Regions from separate parts of the Mus musculus genome. Here region 2 is linked to region 1. A link is a contact called in public HiCAR-type data. All regions are on one chromosome and are shown on one strand. The core of a region is the stretch at or near the end of the contact, and the rest is flanking DNA. Distances in the headings are between cores, read along the strand shown.

Evidence for each region. HiCAR-type assays count read pairs that join an accessible place to other places.
Region 2: a HiCAR-type map of astrocytes shows a contact between it and region 1, with 2.7 times the contacts expected there. The contact joins two enhancer-like sites. A contact is called at or near these places in 1 of 39 promoter capture datasets (liver), 4 of 484 Hi-C or Micro-C datasets (double positive thymocytes, embryonic fibroblasts, nephron progenitors and 1 more), 6 of 115 datasets of contacts at active chromatin or transcription factors (astrocytes, double positive thymocytes, heart atrium and 3 more) and 1 of 9 other capture datasets (embryonic stem cells).

Annotation. Positions count from the first base shown.
Region 1 is chr11:68,045,226-68,052,904 of GRCm38.p6, forward strand. All of the region lies in intron 6 of Stx8 (syntaxin 8), which reads left to right. Among named protein-coding and RNA genes, the nearest start is that of Stx8, 83 kb to the left of the region's middle. Within about 2 kb of position 5,731, at least 25 of the 459 cell types and tissues checked have an H3K27ac peak or open chromatin away from gene starts, as enhancers often do. A contact at or near this core is called in astrocytes, neural progenitor cells, oligodendrocyte precursor cells and 1 more, where this site is marked.
Region 2 is chr11:68,212,942-68,219,846 of GRCm38.p6, forward strand. Ntn1 (netrin 1) reads right to left here. Exons shown (of 7, transcript NM_008744.2): 7 at 1-393. The coding sequence ends at 65. Among named protein-coding and RNA genes, the nearest start is that of Mir6406, 4.5 kb to the right of the region's middle. Within about 2 kb of position 2,485, at least 101 of the 459 cell types and tissues checked have an H3K27ac peak or open chromatin away from gene starts, as enhancers often do. A contact at or near this core is called in astrocytes, neural progenitor cells, oligodendrocyte precursor cells and 1 more, where this site is marked.

The DNA.
Region 1 (7,679 bases), core at 4,481-6,980:
ACCCCATTACCTTCTCTCCTCATCAAAGAAGGAGAAGGCCCCCTAGGTACCACCCCATCCTGGGACTAAGGGCGTATCCTCTCCCACTAAGGCCAGATAAGACAAGGGGAAGGGGATCCAAAGACAGGCAACAGAGTCATAGCCCCCGCTCCAGTTGTTAGGCAACCCACATGAAGACCACTCTGAACATCTGATACAAATGTGTGATGGGCCCAGGTCCAGCTCCTGTATGCTCTTTTGTTGGTGGTTCAGTCTCTGTGAGCCCCCAAGGGCACAGATTAGTTGACTGTAGGTCTTCCTGTGGTGTCCTTGACTCTTCCGGCTCCCGCAATCCTAGCCCCCACTCTTCCACAAGACTCCCAAAGCTCCGCCTTAAAGTTTGGCTGCGTGTCTTTGCATCCATTTCTATCAGCTGCTGGATGAAGCCTTTCAGAGGACAGATGTACATAAAGTGGGGGGAATAGAACCAGCCATTTCACGTGTTAATGGGCAGGACAAAGGCTCCTGCACAAAGCATGCTTGGAGCACGTGGGGTAAAAAATGGCTAGATCAGAATAAAATATCAGGAAACAGATCAGAGCCAAGTACAGTTACTGGCATTGAGTCATACCAGCTTGGTATGTATAAGGTAATCAGACTTCCTTGTAACATGTCTTAGGGTTAGATATTATTGTATTGCACACACACAGAGAGAGAGAGAGAGAGAGAGAGAGAGAGAGAGAGAGAGAGAGAGAGAGAAGAGTTTATGCACTCAGTGTTAAGAGGAACAGACTGCAGTGAGCACATGATATGTGAACTGTATCATGCTAAGGCAGAAATATTTATATTTAATTGGATTAAGAGAAGAGCATAAAGCTCTCAGGCCACATCAGAAAAGTTTCTATTGTGCATGGTGGTTAGCGAAGATGTTCATAACTAGTCAGTGTACAGAGAAAATTCATCTGTGGAGTGCTCAGCCACAGTGGGATATCCACGTCACACGAAGCTTGGGGACCTCGTGGGCAAGTAGTCAGCTTGTAAGGACCAGAGGCCTGAGAGGACTGGCGGGAAACAGTAAGGCCTTTGCACTCCTGAACTTACCAGCAGCTGCAGTTACCTGCGGGAGACCTGCAGGAGAGCAAGCCAGTCAGCACTGCAGCATGAGATGTGTGTGCCTCATGAGCCCCACCTCTAACTGAGCATCTGTGGATAGTTGATGACTTCCGGGAGCAGAAGACACTGCTTATCTAATGGCAAATGAGAGGGGAAAAAAGGGACAGGAGATGCATGGAGCTCCCAGGTCTACAAGGGATGACTTAACTCAGTGACTTAACTTCATTCTGTCTGGTCACACAGCTTAAGGCTTTCACCCCTTCCCAATGGTGCCCTGGGTTGGGGACCAAGCATGTGGGCTCTTGGGAGACATTGGGATTCTAATGATGTTTACTGGGTGCAAAGCACATAATATTTTCAGTATTATGAGGCATGAGCCGCTATAAATTCTGCTGGAGGCCATCTTTATTACCAGAGGGACATATTTAGAAAAATAAGAAATTACTGTACCCAGGGGAGTAGATTACAGTTGTATTAAACATGGATAGGCCATGCGTAAGGTCTCAAGCAGGGTTGATTTTCTCTGTAGATTGAACACTTAGTAATGAAGCATGAGATGAAAGCACACTGGTGAGGGTGACCCTGTTTGTCTCTTCAGTGAGATATTGCAACCAACCTCTGATTACTTTGAGTCAGTCTGGAAGAAGTTAATTCAGAAGAGAAGTGCTGGAGGGACGGGAGGGGAGGGCTAGCAGAAACACTGGAGTGTATTTTAAAATCATGGACCAGAAGCTTTGCCGCATTAAGTTTGTGTTAGGTACTACTGCTGCTTGCAGAGGACAGCAGGAGGCAGTGTTGTTCATCCCGGGTTCCTGGCTCTGAGTGAAGGGCTGAGCACAGGCTGTGTGTTGGACAGATGATATGGGGTGGGTAGAAGGCCCCAGCTTTGATGGAGGAAGGTCACAAGGTCTTGTTTCAGGATGTTAGCTGGACTTTACTGGTGACTTAGAGCAGATACAGAGTCCTGTGATACCACTTATGAGAACATCTGCTGCACAAATGGAAAGAAGATCCTGATTTGAAATTAATCAGGAGGTTCTGTCATCCCCAGACGTCATGCTGGCCTTTGCAGGAATGATCAGACCAATCAGATTTACAGAAACAGAAACAAATCACCCGTTTATGTGCTGCTAGATGCAAATATGCCTGTGAGTAATAATAATAATAATAATATCCTCACTGGAGAATCTGAAGGCATGTAAATCATTAAAGTATTAAACTTATCATTTTTGATGCTAGGTATGCTGATTTAGAATTTATAGCTAATTTCATCCTTTTTAGGGAATGTTTCGTGCTCAGATAAACATATGTAATCAAGACAGAACAACTGTGTTCCCCAGAAAGTTCTCTCAGACCCTTTTGTGTCCATCCTGCTCGCCATGCCCAGTGTCTAGGCATTACTGGTTGTTTTCTGTCTGCATAGTCGTGCCTTTTCTAAAGTGAAATATAAACATAGTTAAGAAACCTGTCACTTGTTGGACCTGGTGCATGTGCATTCTAGATCCATCCATGGGTTGCGTGTATTTGACCATCTATTGCCTTTTATTAGTGAGGAATATTCCCACAGTGTGAAGGCAGCAGTTTGATTCCCCATCTACCATTAAAAGGACGGCAGTCAGAGCAATTTACACCAAAGTGCATACCCATTTGTATTAGGGTGTCCGGGTGAACAAATGTATTGGGTAGGATTGTTGGATTCTATGATAAGCATGTATTTCTCCTATAATGACTTTTCCAGAGTAGCAGAGGCCATTCCCATGTATATGAAGACGGGATGTATGTGCGTAGTGGCTGTGTGGAATAGAGTCCTACCTTGGATAGTTGTCATATAGAGTTGTGTCTTGGGACGTTGTTCCTTGAGAACTGTCCACCCCATTTTTAAAAACAGGATATCTCACAGGAACCTGAGGCTCATTAGTTAGGGTAGGCTCGCTGGTCAGTGATTATCAGAGATCTCCCTGTCTCTCTTTCTCCAGTACTTTGATTGCAAGTGTGAGCCATCATACATGAATTCCGAGGCTTGAACTCAAGTTCTTGTGTTTATGCTTCAGATACGTTGCAGACTGAAGCATTGCCGAGGCCCCGTTCTTAGCATCTCGTTAATACATTTTATAGTGTAAAGTGTCCTTGCCTTTCCAAAGTGCACAGCCTCCTTTTAAGTAACTATAGTTTTGTAGTAAGGCCATTTTGGAAAATGATCGGAGTCAGTTCTTACTATTTGTGGTGGTTATCGTGTGTAAAGTCTCCATGAACACTGCATTAGTTGACACCATGCCACTGTTCTTAGGGGGATGGGAGGTTAGATTCATAGAACCATGTTTTAGTCAACCATTTAATAAGTAATCTTGCTTTCATTGTGTTTCTGTTTGTGTCACTGTAGATAAAGAAATTAGTTTGCCACGTGAGGACTAGCTCTATGAAACACATTAAATCTCAAACTGGGCATGGGGGTGTGCGTCTTTAATTCTGGCACTCAGAAAGCAGAGGCAGATGGATCCCAGTGAGTTCAAGGCTAGCCTGGTCTCCATAGTGAACTTGAGGCTAGCCAGGGCTTCATCCTTAGAAAGCTATCTAAAAACAAACAACAAACAAACAAAACAACCTACTTCAAATCTTTCCTTCCATATTTCACACACTAGTGCAGACTTACACTTTTGCTTTTATGTTCAAAAATCTTCAGTGGCAGTGAAGCATAGCAACAAGAACACACACACTCAATTCTTATAAAGTAATGTAAATGCTGAGACCCAAATTTTGTCATACTACTAGCTGTAGAGTATGTGTTTAATATTCAGAGACAGATTAATGCACTTTCCAAACCTCCTTTGCTGGCAAGTAATTAGAAGTTTTCTAGATTGACTGCCAATATGATATAGGTCCCAAAGAAATCACTTCTCTTTTCCGAGACAGGACAATAAATTGGTTTTCCTGAATATACTGGGTAAAGAATCCGAGTTCTTGACCTTGAATATTTCATTGGTCGTGCTGTATGCAGTGGGGACCAGAATGACATTCGCTGAAATGCCTGAGATTTATAACATAATAGCTTGAGCATATGTGCCAAGAAATAGAAATCTTAAACCCTATCAAATCAAGATTAATTACCTATTAAAATGCTAACACGTAGCGTAGTTCACTCAGTGTAACAGGCCTGCTCCCCGAGTATATTGTTACAAAGCACACCAGCTCAGCTGCTACCCGGAACCTCCCGTGTCCCATCTCACCACTGGCGGTGGGTGAAGCATGCTGCCCAGTCATTCTTCTCCGGGTGGCTCTGGCTCCTGCTCAGGACCTTTCCACCACAAAGCGCATGCTGCTCTCTGGAAACTGAGAAATTCCCTGGCTTTGTACTGCTGCCAAAAGCCTGTTGCTTCCCTCATCATTAACCACTCCATATCTATCCCTTTCTCGCTTGGTGGACAGTAACCCACACAGCGCTCCCATGACAAGGAAAACAGTAGTTTGCTTCCCCTCCTACAAGCCTTGAAAAAATGGATCCCATGGGCGGAATCTCTTCTTGCTGTTCAGCTTTCCTTTGCATTCATGGTTTCAACTGTTGTCCAGGTGGCAGTGCCAGAAATGTGTGGGGAAAACGCTCATGAGATCATCTCACCAACCCTGCCGCTAGACTCCAACAGCAAGTCATGGCGTTGCTAAGTTGGCTTCTAATGAATGGTCAGTCAGCAAATATTTAGTGAGAATCTATTATGTGGCCAACTCTCTTCTGGGCTTGGTGACACCAAGAATGGAGGGTAAGATTGTCCCTGACCCTGAGCAGCTATTCTTCTTTCTTATGCTAAATGGCTGTAGTTCAAATATCCTGTATTAGAACACAATGGGAAAGAAGTGCTGGATCAGGGATCGAGATAAATAGCAGCATATTTAAACTATCATCATTCTTTAAAAAGTCGGCCAGGGTGTTTGAAAAGTGTTCTGTTAAAAAAAAAAGAAGATAAAGTACAACCTTTTGAAAATTTTAATATCTCAAATTTATGCAAAGTCAAACATATTACAGGCTTTTCAAATTCACACCTTATACATCAGTTTCCTTCAACAAGCAATTATGCCTCAGCTCCTTGCATAGCACTTCTGTGTTCTTGGCCTTGTGGGTCATTACCATGCTCCACATTCTGAAGGACACCCAGCACATGTCCTTTTGTGAGATCCAGGACCGTCTAGCTACAAATGGTGTGACAAGCTGCACCTCTTCATTTGTTTTTACAAAACAAACTCTGCGGCACTGACGTGAAATATCATGTCTTTCCTTTCTCACTCTCAGTGGGAGAAGGGGGAAGAGAAGTTCCTTCGTCATTCTCTTTGTGGATTTTGGCTTTCTTTGGGAAGTGCCAATACGCATTCATTTTTTATGTTGTTCAGGAAAGCTGTAAGCCGTCTTCTAAGCCACAAAGCAAACTCAGTCCCGAAGGGTTCTCCAAGTGCAGGTCAGAAAGGTGGGACGCTTTGTTTTTCTAGGCAGAGAGAGCATGTATAATACACTTGCAACCTGCTTAGCTTCCCGGGCCCTCTACGTGAGCCAGCTTCTCTGCTAAGGAACCCCACATCAATCTGTCACTGGTGGTCAGCGGAGCAGCGAAGAGCCAGTGTTCTGTGAACCGACGTTGGAATGACTTGCCTCCCAGCCGGTGATCAATCTGTGCTGGACAGCAACGTGTTTGCCTCTACAAACGAGCTGGGCCCCTCTGCCACATATCTCTGCCAACTTTTGAAAGAAAGAGTCTGTTTCAGTTCTTTTGGGGGTAAAGACAAAAGACCCGTCTCTCTTTACACAACCAGCTATTGAACTGTCCACACAAAGATTCACAGCCAGTATCCTACAAAAAATTGTTTTGAGAAGCCAGGAAGTTATCAAAAAGCCATGGGGGGGGTGGGGGGGGTATAGGTAGTATGAATATGCACACATACCTAACAGAGTAAACATCTGTTTTTCTTCAGCAAAGATGATGTGCTCATGATGCTAGATGCTCCGTTCCTGGGAAGTTCTTAGGTAAATATAGAAAGACTCTGATTCTGGAGTTCAGAGTTCAGGATGCTAGTTGACTTCTCTCTGCTCCAGTTGAAGGCAGTGCTGTGAAAATATAGTCATCTTTGCCTGAGGCTTATCATGATCATTGTGGGCCACAGAGCGAAGGGCCCATGCTGCTGAGTGACTCACGTTTCTACCAAGTCATTGCTACAGGGAGCACTGACTGGCGCTCTCGCCAGCTGCCAACACTGAAGGTTTTTCTTGTAGTTCACTGTGGCAGAGTGGGGCTTGGATAACCCAGCAAGCATGGTCAGTAGCCAGACTTGGATTTGGTAGAAGTGGGAAGTAACAGAGGTAGGCAGACAGAAAGTAGATGACTAGGGAGAACTTCCTGTGCCCAGTAAGCCATGGTACCTGCAGGGTAGGGGTGAATCCAGGCCAACAGAAGTAGATGATAGCAAAGTGGAAAACTTGGAAGTTCCCAAAGAAAAGTGTGTGTTTGGTGGAGAGTTAGAAACCACAGCTGTTGGTTAACCAGATGGCCCGCTGGGTAAACAGATTGCTCGGTTGTCATTTAGTAGAACAATATAAAGAACATAGATGTTTTTGTCTTTTATGGTAGATAAGTTCCTTGTTTCTCCTTAGAGAGCACAACTCTCTAGACCCAGGGAGGAACCAGTAGAGAGGACACAGATGAGTCTGGAAGAAGGAAGTTATTTGGGCCTTACACTGCTACTCAGCTGGGCCCCTGTGACCGTGGAAGGTTCATAGATGAACCTAATGGACCCTTCCAAAAGCAAACTTTGTGAACCCAGAGGAGACTAAACTCTGTGGCCACATTTGACGATCCCTTGGGATGGGAACTGTGTGTGATCCTTTCTTTTTAATGCTCTCTACTTACACAAAGTAGGAGATGATTTCTGATGGACGAGTAATTTGATGTTTGATTCCATTCTGGCACAGAGAAAAGAACTCAAAGCTCTAAGCTGCTTCAGTAACTAAGTTAATGAGTTAGCCCCAAACACAGATAGTCTCAACTCAAGAATTCTGATGTTGCCCTCTTAAGTGTGATATACAACCTTCTAGTCTTCAAGCCTCTCTCTGAGGGTGGTGTGCAAGGACATACTACAGAAGGCTTATTATCTTCTTTAACATTAATGGCCACCCCTGCTCGGATATTTTCAGGCACCCAAGTAATTCTTTCTAGTCCCAATTAGCTCTTTTTAAAAATAACATTTTAAATTTATTCTTCAAAAATGTTAACACCAGGCATGGTGACATATGCCTTAATCCTAAGCACTTGGAAGTCAGAGGCAGGTAGATCTCTGAGTTCTAAGCCAGCCTGGTCTATGCAATGAGTTCCAGGACAACCAGGGCTACATAGTGAGAGCCTGTCTCACAAGCAAACAAGTAAAAGGAAGAATGATTTCATGCATATGCACAATGTACCCCTTCTGTCTTCCCTTTCCAAGCCCCCAGACACCTCCAACACATTCTCTTAAAAAGACAAGAGACCTCATGGAGGAGGCCCATAAGTTCGACTTTTGTCGGCCACACCTACAAAGGAAAACAAAAGTACTTTCCCTCCTTCTGAAGCCATCGG
Region 2 (6,905 bases), core at 1,235-3,734, 160 kb after region 1:
GTCCAAGGCTGCCAGCCTTTGCCAGCGCCCTGCCCGCCCTCCTGGAGCCCGCGCCACCTCCGCGCTAGGCCTTCTTGCACTTGCCCTTCTTCTCCCGTTGCTGGAACTTGCGCAGCCGCCGTGCCCATGTGTCCCGCCACTGGATCACCAGGCTGCTCTTGTCTGCCACGATGCCACTCTGGTCAGGTGAGTCCTCGGCATTACCCAACAGCAAGTACTTCTTGAGGGGCTTGATTTTGGGACACTTGCAGGCGATGTCTCGTGAGCGGATCCACAAACTCTGGTCACCACGGCGAATACGACTTGTGCCCTGCTTGTACACGGAGATGATGTTCACGGTGAACTTCCACCAGTCCCCTGCTTTGTCGGCCTTCAGGATGTGGATCTGGACAGCTGTGAGGAAGCAAACAAGTGGTGTGGGCCATGGCTGGGAAGTGCAGCCAGGTGCCCAGGTCCTGGGATGGGATGGGCCCGACCTGCACGATGTCCTACAAGAACCTGGAGTGGGATCTGGAAAGTGACTGCAAAGGGCTCCCCACGGGCAATGGGTGAGCTAAGCTCATCCCAGAACCTGAGCTAATACCTGGGCCAAAGCCCCTATCCCAAGAAGTGTTGCTCCTGCCTTTGTTGAAGGTGCCCCCCGCCCAACACTGCCTCTTGGAACATGTTGAGATCCATAAGGGAGACTCCAGGGAAGCGGGGTAGATGGATTAAGCATGCCCCTAGCTCTCTAGATAGTCTGCTTGCCCCTGAGGGCAGGTGGCTTTGATGACAGCAGGGCTGACTCCTCTGGAAATGAGGAGCACCTCACATGCCTAGACTTCCAAAGGCTCCAGCCACTTCACCCCAAGCCTTAGGATGGCACCTGTCCCCCAAAATCATCCTGACTTCAATGAAATTGAAACAGCCCATCAGGGAATTTTAGTACGCAGCATCAAGAGAGTCTGCCACTCACATGGCCAGAGTGCTTTTCCAGGGTCAGCCAGGGTCCTCAAAAATACTCCCTGCCAGGCTGCTAGCTCCCTTGGAGCCTCTCAGGTTCAGCACTGTCCCACTCCCTCCCCCCACCCCCAGTCTTCTTCTACAGGGGTTCTCAAACCAGACTGCGCCAGAGGTCCCTGGAGAGCTTCTGCAAATGGTGCGGTGCTGACTCCACCCACCCTTGAGCTTCTGACTCACCAGAACTGGGTAAAGTCCCCAGTTCACATGCTCTCCCCAGGAGTGCTGCTGCTACTGGGGGAAGACACTGGAGAGGAGCGGCAGATATGTGAAAAGATGTCCCTACTGAAGGCACTTTAAAGTAGAAGGGCATGCTTATGAGGGAGAGGCTAGGAGGTGGCTCAGTCAAGGAAGCATTTGCCAGACCATGAGTTTAGAACTCATGAGCAAAGCAGGACTCGTAACTACAATCCCAGCACTGGGCCATGAAGACGGCAGATCCTTGGTGCTTGGCATGTTCTCAGTTCAATGACAGACAGTCTTCTTTCTCCCAACAAGGTGGAGGACAACAGGAAGATACCCAAACTCAACTTCTGACCTACATACACACACACAAACACTCCATGTGTGTACACACACAACAACAGCAAAAGATGGAGGGAACACCAGGTTCCCTTCAAGAATTCCCTTGGTGCTGGGCTTTTGAGAGGCTGTGTGTGGTAAGTAGTGTGTTTGCATTGGCTTCCCGAAAACTGCTGGCTGTAGAAGCCCGTGGTTGGCCCATCTTAGGCCACCAGAGCCTCTCGGAGCCTACTTGGGAATTGCTGGCGAGAGAGGAACACACAGCCAATCACCCTCTACAGTCCAGGAGATTCCTAGAGAAGGCCTCAGCTGTGCTCAGTCTCATTCAAGGGAGGCAGACATTGTTCCTATCCCCATCGCCAGTGCTCCTTCCCTGCGCTGACCCCATATGTCACACAGTGTATGCCTCCTCCCTCAGGGCAGGGAAGCACTACCCCTGGACTATGCTGAGGACCACCTGACCAACTGACTGTCCTGAGCCCCCTGACTTAGAAACCCCAGGGAAGCCCAGCTCATCACTTCCCTGATTCTTCCACAGTCAGAAAGCCTGCCTGGGTCCCTGCTGCTCCAGGTGACTCCCCATTAAGGTCTCTGGTGTATAGGGGAGAGCACCCTGCTCCCTTCCTGTGCCCACATTGGCTGGCCAAGGTTGGGAAGCAGACAGCTGGTGCAGAGGAGCACCGGACGCTCCAACCTGCCCTCCTGGGCGAGGGAAGTGGCAGATTTTCCCATATTTTCATTTCAGCTGTTCTGGGCATCCTGAACTTTGCACTTCAGTCTGAGGGCTCCAAAGAATGGCTGCCATGGCAACCGTTTCCATGTTTTTGTCACCAAGGGATTCAACACTCAGTGTGAACTCTGAGGGTGGGGGGTGGGGAAACCCTCCAGCCTAGAGAAGTGACTGTGCTGACAGAGGTCACCGTGGCAACTGAGTGCCTCCTCAGCTAAGTGGTCGGGAGAACTCCCGCCAGAGCCCTGGTTTCCTTTCCTGGGAATGAGCTGAATGCAGAATGAGCCTCTCAGGACACAGCAGTTTCCCTGTGTGGCAGCCCTTGGCCAGCCAGTGTTGCCTGACCAAGAATGGGCTGGATGTGTGGAGGGCCCTCTGGCAGGGCCCTTGATGATGTAGTCTAATCCCAGACTCAGAGCATTGATGCCCCAAGCTCCTTTGCTGGAGCCCTTACATCCCTGCACCTCAGAGAAGAACAATCTAGAGACGGGGCCTTTCCAGAGGCAATTATGATGAGGTCATGAGGGTGGGCCTCATGCCAGGATAACTAGAGAGGTCTTGGGCATCAGCCTGATGGACAGGCTTGAGAGGGTCTCAGCTTTACAGAAAAGGACTCAGGAGAAGAGCTGGCTAGACAAGGTGGGCTTGGGCTGGACCCCCAGGTTCCCCAGGAGACTTTCCTTCTCGTGCTCCTGCAACAGCTCTGAAGATAAGCATCACCGGCTCACCCCAGGCCTGTCCGTGAATTATCCTGGAAAGGCAGGCTCCACTCCCTAGAGACTACCAGAGGCCTCAAGAGGACCTGCTTCACCAGAGCCCTGCAGGTCCCCACTGGACACGGCTATGTTCAAGAATTAAGAAGTTAGTTCCTTCTGTCTGTAGGGACCTTCCTAACTGCAGGCTGAGACAGTCCAGGCCCAGGGGCAGGGGAGGGTGGCAGCAGGATTCATGTGATTATGCTGAAAAAAAAAATCCACATTTCCGCTGCCCTTGGCAACGCCTCCGCACATTACAAAGCCCACCAAGTATGAGCTGCACACACAGTGCATGGGCCAAGTCCCTGCAGTGCACATACCGCTGAAAAGATTCAAAATACACATCGCAGCCGTGACCTCAAACAGACCTGCTCTGTGCGCTTAGGGAGAGCACGCTCTGGCAGCCGCGTGGCACACACCAGGACTGCTGTCACCTCTGACCGGCTGCTGGTTGCTGCTTCTGATCAGGAATGACCAAGGTCTCCAGACCACACCTAGATACCACTTGCTGATATGTGATCCCACTTGGCCAGGTGACTGAGCAACAGCTCTGCCAGCTTGGGGCCACACAGAACTCTCACACCCTGCCCTGGGCCTCAAATTGGTGTCCCGCCCAGAGGGCAGTATTTAGGAGTTAGGAGCCCTTAAAAAGTGAACTCAGCAGTATGTGGGCTCCACCCTCATGTGCAGAGCAGTGGCCCTCTTAGAGGCTTAACTGAGCCCTTGTCCCTCCCATCATGTGGTGCCACAACAACAAGGTGGCATTTTGGAAGCAGAGAAGGGTGGTAGCTTGGTCTTAGACCTCTTAGCCACCCAGACTGCAGTCTATAGATTTCTACACAGTCAGATGCACTTTGCTAGAACAGTACAAATGGCTGCACAATAAACCTTACCCCACCCACCCACCAGGGTGCTAACCCCCCATCTTTAGGCTAATGTCCTGATGTTATCCTCTAGTGTGGAGTTCAGGTGAGGTCTCCTCCATTCAGAAAGGAGGGTGATGAGATGATTCACACCAAGATGATCATGGGCACCAGGAGCATTGAAGGGAGTCCTTCAATTTCAGGTAGCTGCTGGAATGGAAGCCCTCAGCTCCGAGAGTGGGCCAGTGTTGGAGCAGAAGCGGGAGGGCCCATGCGACAGACACTTTTGGCTGATGCTTCAGGCCCTTCTATATAGAAGGGACTCCACACCACAGGCCTACCCTCCCTCCCTCGTCTCCTGCTCAGTGGCAACAGCTGAAGTGAGCCAGTGTGTGCATTCCCAGCCTCTGTGCCTTCCAAGGGCTTGGTGCAGACAAAGTCAGAGCTGGGAAGAACCCTTCCAGGCTGTCTGCAACCCCAGCTGGGCTCCTTGGGGAGGAACCAGCTATGGGATGGAGCACAACCTTAGAGAAAAATCTAATGGGGGTGGGTGGGAGGAGAGGAGCCCAGAACTCAGCACCTTGTACCTGGGTAGGACCTGGTCAGCTCCTCTCAGCAATTTCCCAGTTCACCATGCTAAGCATGTTTCTCAGCCACCAGGGCGGGGTAAGCCACAAAGCCCACCGTCCCCTACCTGAATTCTAACCTGCATCTCCAGCAAGCTTGGGTGCCCTGCCCACTCAGTCCGGTGACAGAGCCCAGCTGTGACTCTGGTGGGGTTCAGGGCGGGGAGGTGGGGAGAGGACTCGGAAGGCCAGGCCCACAGGAGTCTGATTTGTCGAGGGCCACCTATGCTGCTCCTGGTGTAGGGACTAAGTGGAAGGCTGAGGGTGGAAGAGTGCCTGAGGCAGCTCAAGGGCAGCCGGGATGTCTTGGAGCTATGTCTCTCTCTCTGTCTCAGGGTGCAGAATTCAATCTGCTGTTTACACATATCCCTAACCACAGCTCCAGGTTTGTCCTACCGTGGAAGAGAGGGAATGACCACCCTTCCCAGTGGTCGCAACCTCTCCCTTAAGTCCAGTGCCAGGGAAATTCCCAGGCCATTAGAGGCAACCTGCAGCATGGGGAACCCCTGGCCATTATCCTGTGCTTGGAGCCTAGGGAAAATTGCTGCTTTCTACCTAGAGCCAGTTCACTCAAAACCCGCCTCCCTACAGCCCCACTCCAGCTCTGGACTAGCGGCCATTAGGATCTACAGGGAGCTCTAGGCCTTCTAAGGACAGGGTGTTGGCAGACGGGAACAGGAGTAGATAGCCCTGCATGAAGGTTTAAAGGACCTGCCTCTGAGATCTAAGGTCCCCACTGAGGCTGGGTTCTAGGAACTCTGCCTGACCTAGGAGGACAAGGCAGGTGGTGCTGGCTAACTGTCTTGCTGAGAGCCCACAGCTGAGAGGAAGGTCCATCAGGGCAGAGGCCACCTGCTGGGTTAGCCAAGGGAGAGCAGAGACTAGGCAGGCCACAACTGTGCCCCTTAGCCACTCCCCTGTCTCCAGCACTTCTGTGGGGGAAGCTTTTTGCCTTTCTAGAGCTCCCCAGAATTTATAGGTTGCTCAAAGTGGGCCCTAGGGGCCACCCACAACCGCCCCTCCAAAGGGCTGCCCCTCGCTTCCCTTCCCCTCCCTACCCAGCTATACGTTCCTGTTAGGCCTGTCCTGCTAAGGAAGGGTTGTCGCCCATTTGCCTTAGAGACAACAGCCAGAAACGATGGGGGAGGACACCAATCCCACAGAAACCATTAAAATCAAAAGCCCCGTAAATCTCCAAGTGGAAAGAGTGTGTCCTGAGCCTCAGCGGCTTTCATGAAATGCAGCCTGACTACCCACTTCCGGGCCAGCCCAGGTCAGGTCCTGCTCCCAGGGCTTCTCTACGGAAAGTGTGGCGCCTGTGGAGAGCGCAGACCTGTGGTGGGCACACATGCTTAGACCTATAGACAGCGGCCCTGCCTACTGCTCGTCAGTAAAGTAGGGACTCGCTGTGACAGACCCAGAAGCCAGCCACACCGCCTTGAGATCCTGGCTGCTGCCTCCCGCTGCTCCAACCTTGGGAGGGAAAAGGCTATCTCCTGGAGCTAAGGGACATCAGAGAACCATCTTGGAAGAAGGTGTTAGTCCTGGCCCTGAGCAACAGGCAGCCTACCTGGCTCAGCCCAGTGGGTCAACGACTTCTGCGTTACCGTGATAGGATATCTGAGTAATCGACAGAGGAGATACTTTATCTGGGCCACAGACTCAGCGGTTGTGGGACATGTTCCCAGTGGGCGCCACTGCTTAAGGCCCAGTGGTCAAGCCAAACATGGTGGCAAGAATAAGCTGAACAGAGCTGCTTAGCTCCCAACAGCCAGGAAGCAGAAAGCAAGCAGGGGACTGGGGACAAGATGTATGGGCCCAGTCCCACAACCCACTTCACTTCCCACACTTCAACCAGGTCTCGCCTACTAAGTTCCCAACCTTTGGGAGGCACTTCCTATGCCAGCCACGATACCCACTTCACTCAGATTCACAAGTGTAAGTCTGTGGTGGCCTCATCTGGAGGACTGGCCTATGTTGTACAGTGACCCTACCGGCTTACCTCTCGGGATAAACTGGGCTGCTAAAAGGACATCCCACCTCAGAACACCTTGCATGGTCTCATGAGATGCTCCAACCATCCATTCCTGCCTCCCATACTGGCTAGACCCTCCCACCTCCAACCTACACATCTACATCCAAAATAGGCATTGGAAAGAGCAAAGCCTGCTGGGTATTGATTCAGAACCTTCCTATGGGAAAGTGGATGATGAGTGAGCCCCAGGCCGGAGGTCTTGGCAGGGATGGAGTTCTGGCCTCTGAAGGAGAAAAGGTGACCAACAGCCTCCTCTTTGTGATGTAGGACCAGGTCCCATCACCCCCCAACCCCCTCCAGGATTCAAAGAAAGCCTAGTGCTGAGGGGATATGGGCCAACTCAGGACAACACATTTATACCATTTACAGAAGACA